Linked DNA regions of Mus musculus: region 2 is linked to region 1. Evidence: chromatin contacts called from public Hi-C data. All regions are on one chromosome and are shown on one strand. Each heading gives the region's core, a stretch centred on a gene start, on an enhancer-like site or on the middle of the called end of the contact. The rest is flanking DNA. Distances are from core to core; before and after follow the strand shown. Region 1 overlaps Gucy2g (guanylate cyclase 2g). Region 2 has its middle 20 kb from the start of Gm31965.

What was found. Hi-C and Micro-C count contacts between places; a contact is called where the count stands out from the background.
Region 2: a contact with region 1 is called in a Hi-C map of the N1E-115 cell line, with 6 times the contacts expected there. The contact joins two enhancer-like sites. A contact is called at or near these places in 8 of 484 Hi-C or Micro-C datasets (the N1E-115 cell line, Sertoli cells, cardiomyocytes and 4 more) and 1 of 9 other capture datasets (embryonic stem cells).

Annotation. Positions count from the first base shown.
Region 1 is chr19:55,204,088-55,210,199 of GRCm38.p6, forward strand. It overlaps Gucy2g (guanylate cyclase 2g), which reads right to left. Exons shown (of 21, transcript NM_001081076.3): 16 at 3,776-3,916; 17 at 2,065-2,257. Among named protein-coding and RNA genes, the nearest start is that of Mir6715, 14 kb to the left of the region's middle. Within about 2 kb of position 4,269, at least 8 of the 459 cell types and tissues checked have an H3K27ac peak or open chromatin away from gene starts, as enhancers often do. A contact at or near this core is called in the N1E-115 cell line, where this site is marked.
Region 2 is chr19:56,132,293-56,138,559 of GRCm38.p6, forward strand. No RefSeq gene overlaps it. Among named protein-coding and RNA genes, the nearest start is that of Gm31965, 20 kb to the right of the region's middle. Within about 2 kb of position 2,014, at least 44 of the 459 cell types and tissues checked have an H3K27ac peak or open chromatin away from gene starts, as enhancers often do. A contact at or near this core is called in the N1E-115 cell line, where this site is marked.

The DNA.
Region 1 (6,112 bases), core at 3,019-5,518:
ATACTAGGGGATGCCCGCTGAGTGTCTGTCACTCAGGGACACAGCCCCACTATCTTCTAAATCTTGTCAGCCCCAAGGCATAGGTAGAGGGAGAGGGATAGGCATGGGGTTATGAGTAAGTTGTGTACAGTTGGGAACAGTTGAAGCTGCCTAGAAGGTATGTAGAGGCACACAGTACACATACTACTCCCCTATCCATGGTCTGACCCTCCCCACAAAGAAGTCTTACAACCCAGGGAACAGCATCAACAACACTACACACACAAAGTCTCGTCATCACCACTTGTCCTCTGTGGGACCTTGAAAGACACCTTGGTTCCTTGTTGAGCTAAGGCTTAAAACCCTGGAGATCTTGAAGGGATGGTAGGCGTTTTGCCTGTTGCCATGCACCAGGCCTGTCACTAGCCACAGCCCCCCATAGATTTGTGGTCATCAGGCACATAAGGGCAATGCTCCAAGCCCCTCTACAGGTAGAGGATGTAACCTGTGGTCATGTAGACTCAAGACAGGTCTCCATTTTAATGAGGTACCAAGAGGTCTGGAGGGCTTAGCTAATAAGCTTTGTGCCCACATTTCTCCCTGCCAAAGGTATTTAACATCAGGCCCACCCTGAGAAGGGAGGGGGGGACACAGTCTTACTCATCCACTTTCCACCATGACAATAAATGTCTCAAAATCATGGACTACCTCTTTTCATCAGGATCTACTGTGGGGAGCCATGGAGAAAGCTTTCACCTATAGACCCACCATCTAATCTTCCATAGAAGGCCTCTCTATGTTCCCAGCCACAACCAAGGCAAGCTCAAGCCTGCTGCTGCCATCAAGCCAAGAACTCCCACCATGGGACCACTCCTCCCTCTTTCCCCCTCCCCCAAGCCCTGGGCTAGATCCAGCCCACTCCACTCTCAGCTCTTCTGCAGCTCCCAACAGTGCCTAGGTGTCCAAGAGCCTGAGAACCAAACGGCCCCTGGCCTCATTGCAGGCCTGGGACCCCCAGACTGAGCTTCCCCACCCCCAAACCCTGGAGCAGTGTCCTGGGGCTTCCCAATGGCCTAGCACCCACCCAGTGACAGTGGTGGGTAAGGGTGGTCTAACTTCCTGCATCCTGCCTCCCCGAGCAGCTGAGCCCTGTGGCAGAGCAGACATGGGACACATAACCCTACACTCTTCCATCTCCTTCTCACTCTGGGGGACCATGTCTATATGGCCCCTTTGTGTAACACTGTACAGGCCATATCTGCTATCTCCCACTTAGCCTGGATCATACCAACAAAAATGAGATCCACAAATCTAAAGGTAGCAGCTTTGAGCTTCCCAGGATCTGAAAGACATACACTCAGTACTGGCCACTGCCTCCTTTCAAACATCTTTTCTGCGAGATTAAAATAATGGGCTGGGCGTGGTGGCGAACGCCTTTAATCCCAGCATTTGGGAGGCAGAGGCAGGTGGATTTCTAAATTCGAGGCCAGCCTGGTCTACAGAGTGAGTTCCAGGACAGCCAGGGCTACACAGAGAAACCCTGTCTCGAAAAAAACCAGAGAGAGAGAGAGAGAGAGAGAGAGAGAGAGAGAGAGAGATTAAAATAATGGGCAAAGAACGGATATTCATAGCAATGCAGTGCGAGTGTGGAGGACAGAGGAAACCTCAGTTGTCATTCCTTAGCCACTGTGCACCTTGGTGTTTGAGGCAGACTCTCTCACTGGCCTGTGAATGAAGATGCTTGGCCGTCAGATCCCAGCACTCTGCCTCACTCTGCCTCCGTGGGGCTGAGAATTTAGCACCACGAAGCCCTGCTTATTCCTACATGGATTCTGATGATCAAATTCAAGTCTTTCAGTTTGCGAGGCAATCACTTTACTGACTGAGTCATCTGCAGCCGCCACCCAGTGACTCCGGACAAGCGTGCACATTTGTGGCTAATCAAGACCCTTCCGGAGAAGATGGACAGAAATCAAGCATCGGGGTTCTGCCATGGATTGAGACGAGCTGAGAGGTGGTCTGTCCTCAGCCTGGAGACAGCAGATGGGGAGTCTGTGCATCACAGCCCAGGGCACCTCGGCTCACCTTGTATACATCATGGCTCTGTATCGTGTGGTCAAACAAGCTGTACAGGTCGTTGAGGAGCTTCACCACTTGCAGGGGGGAGCTGAGGGAACACAGCTTTGTGAACCCCACGATGTCAGAGAAGAAGATGGTGACAGACTCAAAGTGTTCCGGTTCTACAGACTTTCCGGCTATTAGCTGTTCTCCCACGAAGCTGAAATCAGAGAAAGGGTAGATGGGTCTTAACAAACTCATGCTTGTTTCCGCTTCCAAGGCTCTTGGCAGAGCCGACCCTCTGCAGCCCCTTCGGCTTTGGTGAGCTAGGTTTTTACTTATTAAATTTGCCATATAGAGGGACTTAATGACACGCATTTATTCACTTGGTGTTTTCTCTACAGAGATTTTTAAGTGGTGGCTGTAATCCGCAGGAAAGGGTGGAAATCGGGGACAGGTCACAGCCCATAGGTTGAGAACTACTGCTCTAGAAAGGTATGGGCCATTAATCTCAGCACTCAGGAGACAGAGGCAGGTGGATCTCTGTGAGTTCAAAGACAAACTTGTCAACACAGTCAGCTCCAGGGCAGCCATGGTTACATATTGAGACCCTATCTCAAAATAAAGAAAATAAATAAATATTCCCCTCTTCCACTCTTCTGGTGACATGCAAATGCACAAACATTTCAAAAGTAAATGCTTCCATCTGGAGGTCAGAGGATGCATAGGTGGAAAGAGAAACAACGTTGAAGCTTTTTTTTTTTTTTTTTTTAGTTGATGCCACAGGCACATTCTGAGCTAGACAAAGGAGACATGAAGCTAGCCTGCCATCTAGTGGCTATATCCTGTTACTGCATTCACCACTTTCCACATAAACCACACTTGAATTTTCTGTGGTTTGTTTGCCTGTGTTTTCATTAATAAGGTGAATCGACTTGCCAACTTTTGCACATACATACGTACATACACACATACATACATATACATACATACGTACGCATATGCATATATATGTATGTATATATATATATATATATATATATATATATATCCCTTCCTCAGTCCCTCCCTCCATCTCTCTCCCCCTCCCCCCCCCCTTCTCTCCCTGCTTGGCCCCCTTTTACAAAGCTTGATATCCTCTTAGAAAAAGAACAATGGAAATATGTTGCGTTAATTTTTTTTATATAAACCCATTGCACATTATCGCGGGTTACAATGTGCATTGCTATTGATATGCGGGTGAGGGCAGGCAAAGATAAGGCTAGAAGCCTCTGATTGGGCAGTGGGAAAAGAAGGCGGGCTGAGAGTTTTAGAGATGAGACAGAGAGGGACAGAAGAACAGAGAAGATCACAGGTAGCTATGAATGTCATAGGAAAGATGGATTAATATACAGGACAATTTGTCCAGTCTAGGTTGGCTCTCAGTTCATTGTGTGGGCATTTCGTGGGTTGAGAATTTACTGATATAAATCTGACTGATAAATTACAAGCCTCTAGAGTTTTACTGGGTTACAGGGATTTATGACAGCTAGCCACAGTGGTTGGATGACAGAAAACTGTGCAAACTGCGGGAATGAACCGCGGGAATGGAGCCGGAGAGTAGCAGGCGATAGCAAGGATTGCTTATTTTTTAATTATTACACACAACAGAAATATTTTTCCTGCTCAGAGACACTAAGACAGGGCAGCTTATCATCCTCGGGTTGTTTTTGGCCTGCCCAACACTGCTCCTAAATACCTTGGCAACATGGTAGACAGGAGTTTCTCCACCTTTCTTTTCTCTGCCACCAACTCGCGGGTCCGCTCCTCTACCACTTCCTCCAGGTGATTGGCGTACGTTTCCAGCTTCCCCATCATGCTATCCAGGATGCTCACGTGGCTTTAAAAGAACGCACGTGTTAGCGTGCTCTCCCAGGAACCATCGGACCACAGTGAACACACAACTCCTAAATACCTATCCCACAGAGACATTTCTTGCCTTAGTTAGGGTGTGCTACTGAGGACTGCCCGTGGCAGTAGCGAGTCCCCGGCCCTGAGCTGAAGCGGCGCCCTTGGTTCCTCTGGGCCTCAGTTTACTCCTCTGAAAAATGTACCTTGTGTGCGGTTTTCTTAGGATTTCTGGGCGCGAACGTGTATAAACTGCCTAGGGGTGAGTCTGGCGGCCAGCAGACATTCAACAGTGGACTTGGATGACTCGTCTTCACTTCCCAGCATGCTCCTTGCCATGGTCACAACGAAGCCAAAAGGTACAGACTGCAAACTGGGACATTTCTCAGACTGCCCAGCATGGATCTGCGGGACTGCATTCCAGAAATGCCCCCCATGAAGTTGCTTATGCTGCTCACCTTTTAGATGAGAAGACTAAGACTCAGGTAGGAAATACGTTTGTCTTAATGTTGGGATCATATTGTCTGAGTAAAAAGTCAAGGACATATCTACCAATCCAAGATACATTATGTTAGTTGGCAAAGTATACATATATTGAAACATTATATTTTTATACCATTAGTACCGATATTTCATGTACATTAAGATAATATAAAAATCAGCAATTAAAAAACTATTGTGACCTGGAGAAGAACACAGGCTTGTTATGTTAACCATGCCAAGTTAACAATTTTCTTTTAATTTCTTAAAAGATTTATTTATTTATTTATTTATTTTATGTTTATGAGTACACTGTAGCTCTCTTCGGACATACCAGAAGAGGGCATCAGATGCCATTAGATGGTTGTGAGCCACCGCTTGGTCCTGGGTATTGAATTCAGGACCTCTGGAAGAGCAGCCAGTGCTCTTTCCCACCGAGCCATCTCTCCAGCCCCACAATACCAAGATAAATGAACAAATTAGAAGTAAACACTTTCGAGCCAGGGTTCTTTCTGCCTCCTCAAGTTAAAGTTAAACATTTAATGTGTATTAAATATTATAGCCTCCAGTTCAGGAGTAGTGACGCGCACCTTTAATGCCAGCACTGGGGAGGTAAAAGCTGCCATGAGTCTAGGTCAAGCTTGGTCTACATAGGGAGGTCCTAGGGAGTTCCAAGCCAGACAGAGCTACGTAGTAAGAATGTGTCTCAAAAAAAAAAAAAAAAAAAGGAAAAAAGAAAAAAGATACTATCATGGGGGTGGAGAGATGGCTTGGTGGTTAACAGTGCTTTCTACTTGGTTGCCAGCATCCAAAAAGGCAGCTTACAACTGACTGTAAGTCCAGTTCCCGGGAATCTGACACCAACTTCTGGCATCTACTGACACACATACACATAAATAACTACTGTTTTAGATGGTACTATCAGCCTGATATGTAAGATGCTGGTACTGTAAAGGGGATTTGAGAGGTAGGTTCGATAACCAACTGCAAGGTTGGGGTTAGCCCAGTGGTAAGCCCTTGCCGAACACACACGAGGCCCTGGATTTGACCCTCACTCAGCTCTGTAGAAGAAAACAATTCAGTGATAATCTGGAGTTGGTACGTGACTTTTATCATATTGTCCAACACCAAATCAGTAGTTAGGATCCTTAGAATAAGAATTTGAAAAATATACTAAGGCAGTGTCAAAATGGCCTGGGGAAAAGCCTTGACTGATGAGAGATGTCTGAATGGGCCCATGGCATTGCTAATGTCTGTTCCTCGTTCACAAAATGGACAGAACACTTGAGCACTCCACCTGAGCCAGCGTGTAGAACTTTGCATATGGTGGACTTTAAGTGGAAATATGATGACGGGAGAGAAGAGAGAGGAGGGGGGAAGATGGAGAAGAGCCACGAGAGGAGGAGAGAGAGAAGGAGGCAGGGAAGGAAAGGAATGGAACAGAAGGGAAGGGGGTGGGAGGAAGGGAAGTAGGGGGGGGGAGAAGAGTCATACAAACTGTTACAACAACATAAATGAACACTGAGTGCATCTGACTAAATAAAGGGAGCTGGTGTGAAAGGGGGTGTGCACATGATCTGGTAATTAGGTCTAGAAAAGCAAAATTATAGTCTGGGTGTGGCTGAGAGTTTTGGAGAGGGTTGAATAGGCGACATGATTTTTTTTCCAATTCCCAATGGCTACATTGGAGAAGGAATAATCTACTGCA
Region 2 (6,267 bases), core at 764-3,263, 930 kb after region 1:
GGAAGATGGACGGACGGACAGACAGACAGACAGAAAGAAGGAAAGAAAGAAAAGGGAGGGAAAGAAGGGAGGGAAAAGGAAGGGAACAGAAAGAAGGGAAGCAGAGAGAGGAGAGGGGTTGCTTTGTGATTTTGAAGTCGGAGAAGCCCAGAAGAAACACTTAGCCTTTCCTTAAATAATAAATACTGTCTGCTAAGTTGTTGAACTTTAAATCCTATGATAAAGTGGTACTTGCAGAGGCTGTACACAATCAGAGTAAACAGTTTTGTTCCCATGGGATTTCTGCGTAAGAGATAGGAAAGATTGCCTTGGCAGAGCATTGTCTAATAACATACAGTAGCCACCTTCTTAGAGCACTGCAATTTTTAATTCTTGAATCACATTTTATGAAAATTGTTAGCGAGCAGGGTTCGACACGTATAGTCTCAACGCGAGCTGACTGTTCATTAAAAGACTTTACATCATAGAGAGCAGCTTAATGGGAATTGAAACAGCTCCTGTTTTTAAGGGGAGCACTAGCTAGTAGGAATGTCCCCCCTCCCCCATAAGCATTCAGAATTACCTTCTGGCTAAACAGTGAGTCGGGAGAAAAGGAAAAGAAAAAAGGGAAAAACAAAAACAAAAGAAAAAACAAAAGACGAGGACTTTCAGCCAAGACCCCATTGGCAGGTGAATAGGATTTGGAACAGCTCAGAATTTGAGCTTCTGGTGTTTTGTGAGCTACTTGGTCTGGTTTGCTTTATCCAGGAGTGCTTCTAGATTTTAAAGCATCCTTGCTTGTTGCAAAGATAAATAAATAAACATCCAGGCATTCAGGGAGAGTTTGACTTCACTTTCTCTTTTCCTCATTAGCGTCTGTTTGGATCTCCTCCTTGCCCCTTCGAAGCTTTTCTGCTGGAAGCTGATGCTTTTTAGAAGAGAAGGAAACGCAAAACAAACAGGAGTTTAGAAGCAAGCATCCTTGCACCTTGGGTTGGGTGGGGCTTCCTGTGAATGTATTTAGAAAGGAACACAAGTCTTTCTTAGCCAGCATTTATGAGGCCCTACCACTGGGGCCACTGGTAATGAGAAAGAGGCATGGCTTTGATTTACTATTGTCGTTTAAATAGATTTAAATCCACTGAAATGGTTTTGTTCCAATTCTTCTATCCATTTTTTCTCAGTTCACCGACTTCTCAAAAAAGCCTTTCCCAGTGTTCCTGACAGTTCCCTGCTCTGCAGAGGCGACTGGGTGAGAAAGTTTTGTGCTTTTTTTTTTTTTTTTTTTTTTTTTTCTTTGTCTTGCTTTTCCACTCCTGCAACCCTCTGAGGCCCCAGGGAAATCCTTAGTGTGCACTTGGCCAGTATGGACCGATATAAATAAAATACAAATCAAAGGCATCGTTTCGCTGGCTCCTTTAGGTTTCTAAGGCAGAAAAAAACGTTCTGATCACTGAAGCCATTTCAGGGCCCGAAATTAGAAAGTAATAAAAAATATCACACTCTCCCTGGTGGGCAGTGCATTTAATTGGCTCCCCAGCAGGGGTCCAGCTCTTGAGTCAGAAGTGCTTACTGTGTGGATCCCTGCTTTGGAAGGACTACATGCAAACACTACCAAACAAGTTTTTTTTTTTTTTTTTTTTTTTTTTAAATCAGCAAATGAAAACAGGAACACCAAAGGGAAATTCAGAGATGGCTGGAGAAGTGCTGTAGAGCGCAAAGGAAGAAAGATGCACGTATTCTGAATTTATTTAAAAATTACCTACATGGGATAAGAGGGTAACTTTATATGTTTAAGTCCTTTGGGATCCTCCCTATGACCCCATTTGGAATCTTTTAAACTCTAGCAACATGATGTTTTTACATAGAAAATCGACCACGTTCGAACACTTCTGGATGTTTGAGGTTTGCCTTTTAAAAGCTGATTTTTGGGTCACTCCTAGCCTAAGCAGGACACTCTTGACGCTAGAGGAGGGATCTGGACGCCCGGAAGGGTTAGGATGGTCCCCAGCTTCCAACGACTGCAGACCTTACAGCCTGGTGCTGTGCTGCCACCTTCTGTCCCAGCTACTGCGGCGAGAGGCAGCTCCGCTCTGAGCTGGTTCCTTGAGCTTTCAGTGAGGCAGGTTCCATGGATCCTGCCTGTTCCCAAAGCTGAAATGTCGGCTCCAGGCCTGGGGTTTGGCTTCTTGTAATGGCCGCTTTCAGAACAAATATTCAGCTTGCCTCCTTTCTCTGCCTCTTCCTTCCCGCCCCGTTCCAGATCTGGAAGTTTCCACAGGTAGGAGAAATGGAGATGAAAGGGAAAGAAAGGCAAGGCTTTTTTTGCTTCAAACGCTGCAGATGCCTGTCTATATCATTGAGCTGAGTGAGATGGAGGAGCAAGGAAGGGGCCTTGACAGGCAGGGCCAGATCTAGCGCCCCGGGAGAGGTATTCCCAGGAATGAGCCATTGGTTGAGATATTTAAAACTTAAGTGGACAAAACATTAGACCCTTCCCCACAGGGAACAAGGCTACAGTGGCTCTAGGGACCTAACCCTGGTGAGCACAAAGCCCTTCCCAACTCTACTTTTTTTTTTTTTTTTTTTTATGATTTCTCAATTGACTTCCCATTCTATAAAAAGTATTATGTTTCTGCTGAAAAAATCCAACGGCTCTGACATTCGGTCTGAGGTCAGGCTGGCTTCAACACAGTTTCATTTCTGTGGAGCATTAAAATGCCCCTGTATCTACTTTCTTTGAGCAAAGGGCAAGTGAATTCACATAATTAAACCTATAAATACATATTTTAGACAGGAGATTGGGGGGATCCTTCCTTGACTACCGGCCAAAGCATGATGCTCAGAGTACCTGGGACCTGCCAGGGGGTCCTTGGCAAACCCCCAGCCACTCCTGACCCACCAGTTTTAATTTGCTTGTCTCACTGGTCAGGGTGGCGGTATCCAATGTCCATTTTGAAGCTCAGGGCAAGACTGTGAGGCCGGAAGAGTTAACTTAGTTTGCCTTCCTTGCCACAGTTCCCTGGGTAGATTTTATGTTCTATACTAGATAGCAAAAGACAAAGAGAGCGGGGAAGAGGCGACATATGTCACCTTGCTTAGAGGATCTTCTCTGGGGTGGCTTGGTTCTGCTATGAAGCTGATCACAAGGTGCCCATTAATTGCCAGGAATTGAGTTTGGACCCAGTGGGGCAAAGTGGAATAAGCCCATTAGGAGAAATCTCTCCAGAACTTTGAACTGTTCTCAGGGAAAAGTTTAAAATCCCACACTCTTTAAGACATCACGTGACTTGGCCCCATCCTATGCCTGCCCTCGAGGCTCTGAGGCTCCTGAAGGCTGGGCCTCCTCTCCTATCCTTGGGAACTAAGTATTGTATTCTTCAGAGCCTGCCTGTGTGCTCAGCCCAAATCCACGGAGCCTCCTCCCCAGCCCTCTCACCTCATCAGCCTGTCTCCTCATCTTCCAGTTCCCAGCTAAGAAGTCACATGTAGAGGGAAGGCTTCCCAGAACTTTGAGCCTGGGTCAGGCCTCTGGAGCGTTTCTTGGCTCCCTTGGCTCTGGTCCCACCAGAACACATGTCATAAAGACAAGACAGGAGGCCAAAACTGGTAACACACTGTTGGCCTCCTCGAGAGAAATGCTCAGACCAAGCAGGCACCTCGCTCGCACTGTTTGTAGGCCTTGCTCCCCAGGCCTTTTACTGAGTTGTTACTGATGCTGTAGCTCTAGGGTGGGTTGGTTAGTAGTAGGCTGGATTAGCAAAGTTCATCACTCAGGTAAGGCAAAGGGCAGCTCTTGCAGAAATAGCAGTGGCAGGCTCCACCTGGAAGGGCTTCCTACAGGAAGTAATTTCCCAAAAAGAAAGATTTTTTAAATTATTTTATTTTGTGGAGAAGGTTCTCTGGGCAGTTTCCACAGAGCATGCCCCTGAGCACCGGACCGTTGTTTCCATGTCTTAGGATGAAACAATGCATAGCTGTGGTAAGAAATCTAAGCTGTATGGAGCTGTAAAAGACTAAGATATCAGTGCCTCTCTTAGCTTCCACACAGTCTGCGCTGTGTGGGGAGCCGTTAGGAGCCCTGTTGTGTTTTCTTCCCCCTCAAGATCATTATTATTAGTAGTAGTACTTTTTTACAATCTTTGCCCCAAGTCGTGGGCAAGAGGTGTTTTATTCCACACAAAAAGGGTGTATTGATAAAGTCCCTGGAAGGGGCTGAAGTCCTTTTACTTAGCTGGGGCTCTTGGGCAAGTATGGTGGTGTTTGTAGTCAGTGTTTGTGTCCTATGAACCATGGGTGATTCAGTAAGGCTGCTGTGATCTATCTAGCACATCTCCCCGCTCTAGGCAGTAGAGGTCTCCATCCCATGACACCCATGTTACAGGAACCGAGATTACTGGGTCTGTCACTTAAGACATACCAGGAGAGCCTAGTCGAGTGGAAAGTCTAAGTGATTAAGATGCATTTATGCCCAATCATTCCTAAGCCATATGGCTTCGTTAGGGGTTCTATTGCTGTGGTAAAAAAACAAAAACAAAAACAAAACAAAACAAACAACAACAAAACACCCCATTGTGGCCAAAAGTAACGTGGAGAGAAAAGAGTTCATTCTAACTTAAGCTCTCAGGTCACAGTCATCAGTGAGGGTCGTCAGGGCAGGAACTGAAAGAGGGAACGCCATAAGCAGAAAGTGAAGCAGAGGGACAGAGAGGAACGCTACTTACTGGCTTCTTTTCCACAGCTTGCTCGGTGTTCTTTCTTACACACTCCAGGACCACCTGCCCAGGGTGGCACGGCCTTCTAACATCAATTAGTAATCAAGAAAATAAATGCCCACAGACTTGCTAACAGGCAAATCTGATGGAGGCATTTTCTTCATTGATGTTCCTCTTCCCGGGTGACTCTGGCTTATGTCAACGTGACAGAAAGCTAACCAGGATAGCATACAAGATCTTTTATGTCATATTCTCTCTTCCCTCCTCGCCGTCTCCATGGACTAGCTCCAGGTGTCCTTACTGGGCATTAGAGATGAAGGAACCAAGATTCCGTGGGCAGAGCCAAGAGTGGCAATTGCTACTGATGACTATGGCCAAACTATCTGAGAAAACAACGTAAAGGAAGGGATTATTATTGTGGTTCCTGGTTTTGGAGGTGTCAGTCCCATTGTAAGGAGGTGTGCCACAATAGAGCAATTCACTCCATGCTAGCCAGGAAGCAGAGGGAGGGGATTTAGGAAAAGGCCAGTCATGGCCTTTAAAGGCATGCCCCAGTAACCTACTCTCTCCATCTAGGCCTCCCGCTCTACATTTACCCATAATGCCATCAGTAGATAGAGCCATCCATTAGCACAGAGCCTTCAGGATTTAACTGTTTCTGGAAACAGCCTCAAAGTATTTCTTAATCCAACTGAGTTAGCAAGCAAGATTAACCGTCAAAATACCAGAGCTGGGACTCAGCCTCAGACAACTTGGCTCAAGATCCTACAAGCTAAACAACTGGGTAGTCCCTTCGGCGTCCAGTTAAGCTTGGTATTGCAGGACTGAGAATCAGGGGTCCCACCTTCATCCCCTTGTAGCTGCAGCTAGAAAACCTTTGCCTCTGAGTCTCACTTTAAAGTAGATCCCTGAGAAAAACCCAAGTGACAGTAGGGGTTGGGAATAGGTGGAGATGAGACTGTTCTTCCTAGCGAGGTGTCTGCTCCACACCTCAGTCTCTCCCCATCTCTAGTCACATGATCATTATCCACACGGCTTTATGTCCACAGACTTTATGTGACTACTCAAAAAAAGAGTCTTTATCAAGCAATTTGTGCTAACAGTAGAGTCAAATAACGTAGAAAATGGAAACTGGACAGAAGTTTAAGACGTTCACCTCTGTCCTTTCAAGGCTCTTGGCTTTGTGGGTTCTAAAAAGCAGATTAGAAATTTGCTAACATTGAAAATCAACTTTCCAAAGAGTGTGAAAACATCGTCCTTCTCTTCGTCTTACTGAGAGGTTGGTAGGTCGATTAAATGAAGACAAAATCTGTTGAAGAAATCAGGTGAGCATTTCCAAACAGCAGATGAGGTCCAGGTCCCCATCCTGCTTATGGCTGTTTAAATTTCAATACCACACAGGGGCGGGGGAGACGTGGACCTTCTTTACAGTGTCCTGAGAATGTCAATTTGATTTTATTTTTCTTAGTAAAAACCTCCCAAAGCATCACTGAGAACGTGAATGCTTTTCCTCCCCTGCTTTCAGGCCTCTTTCCTCCAGCAATCACGTGTGAAATCTCACACGTAGTCACAC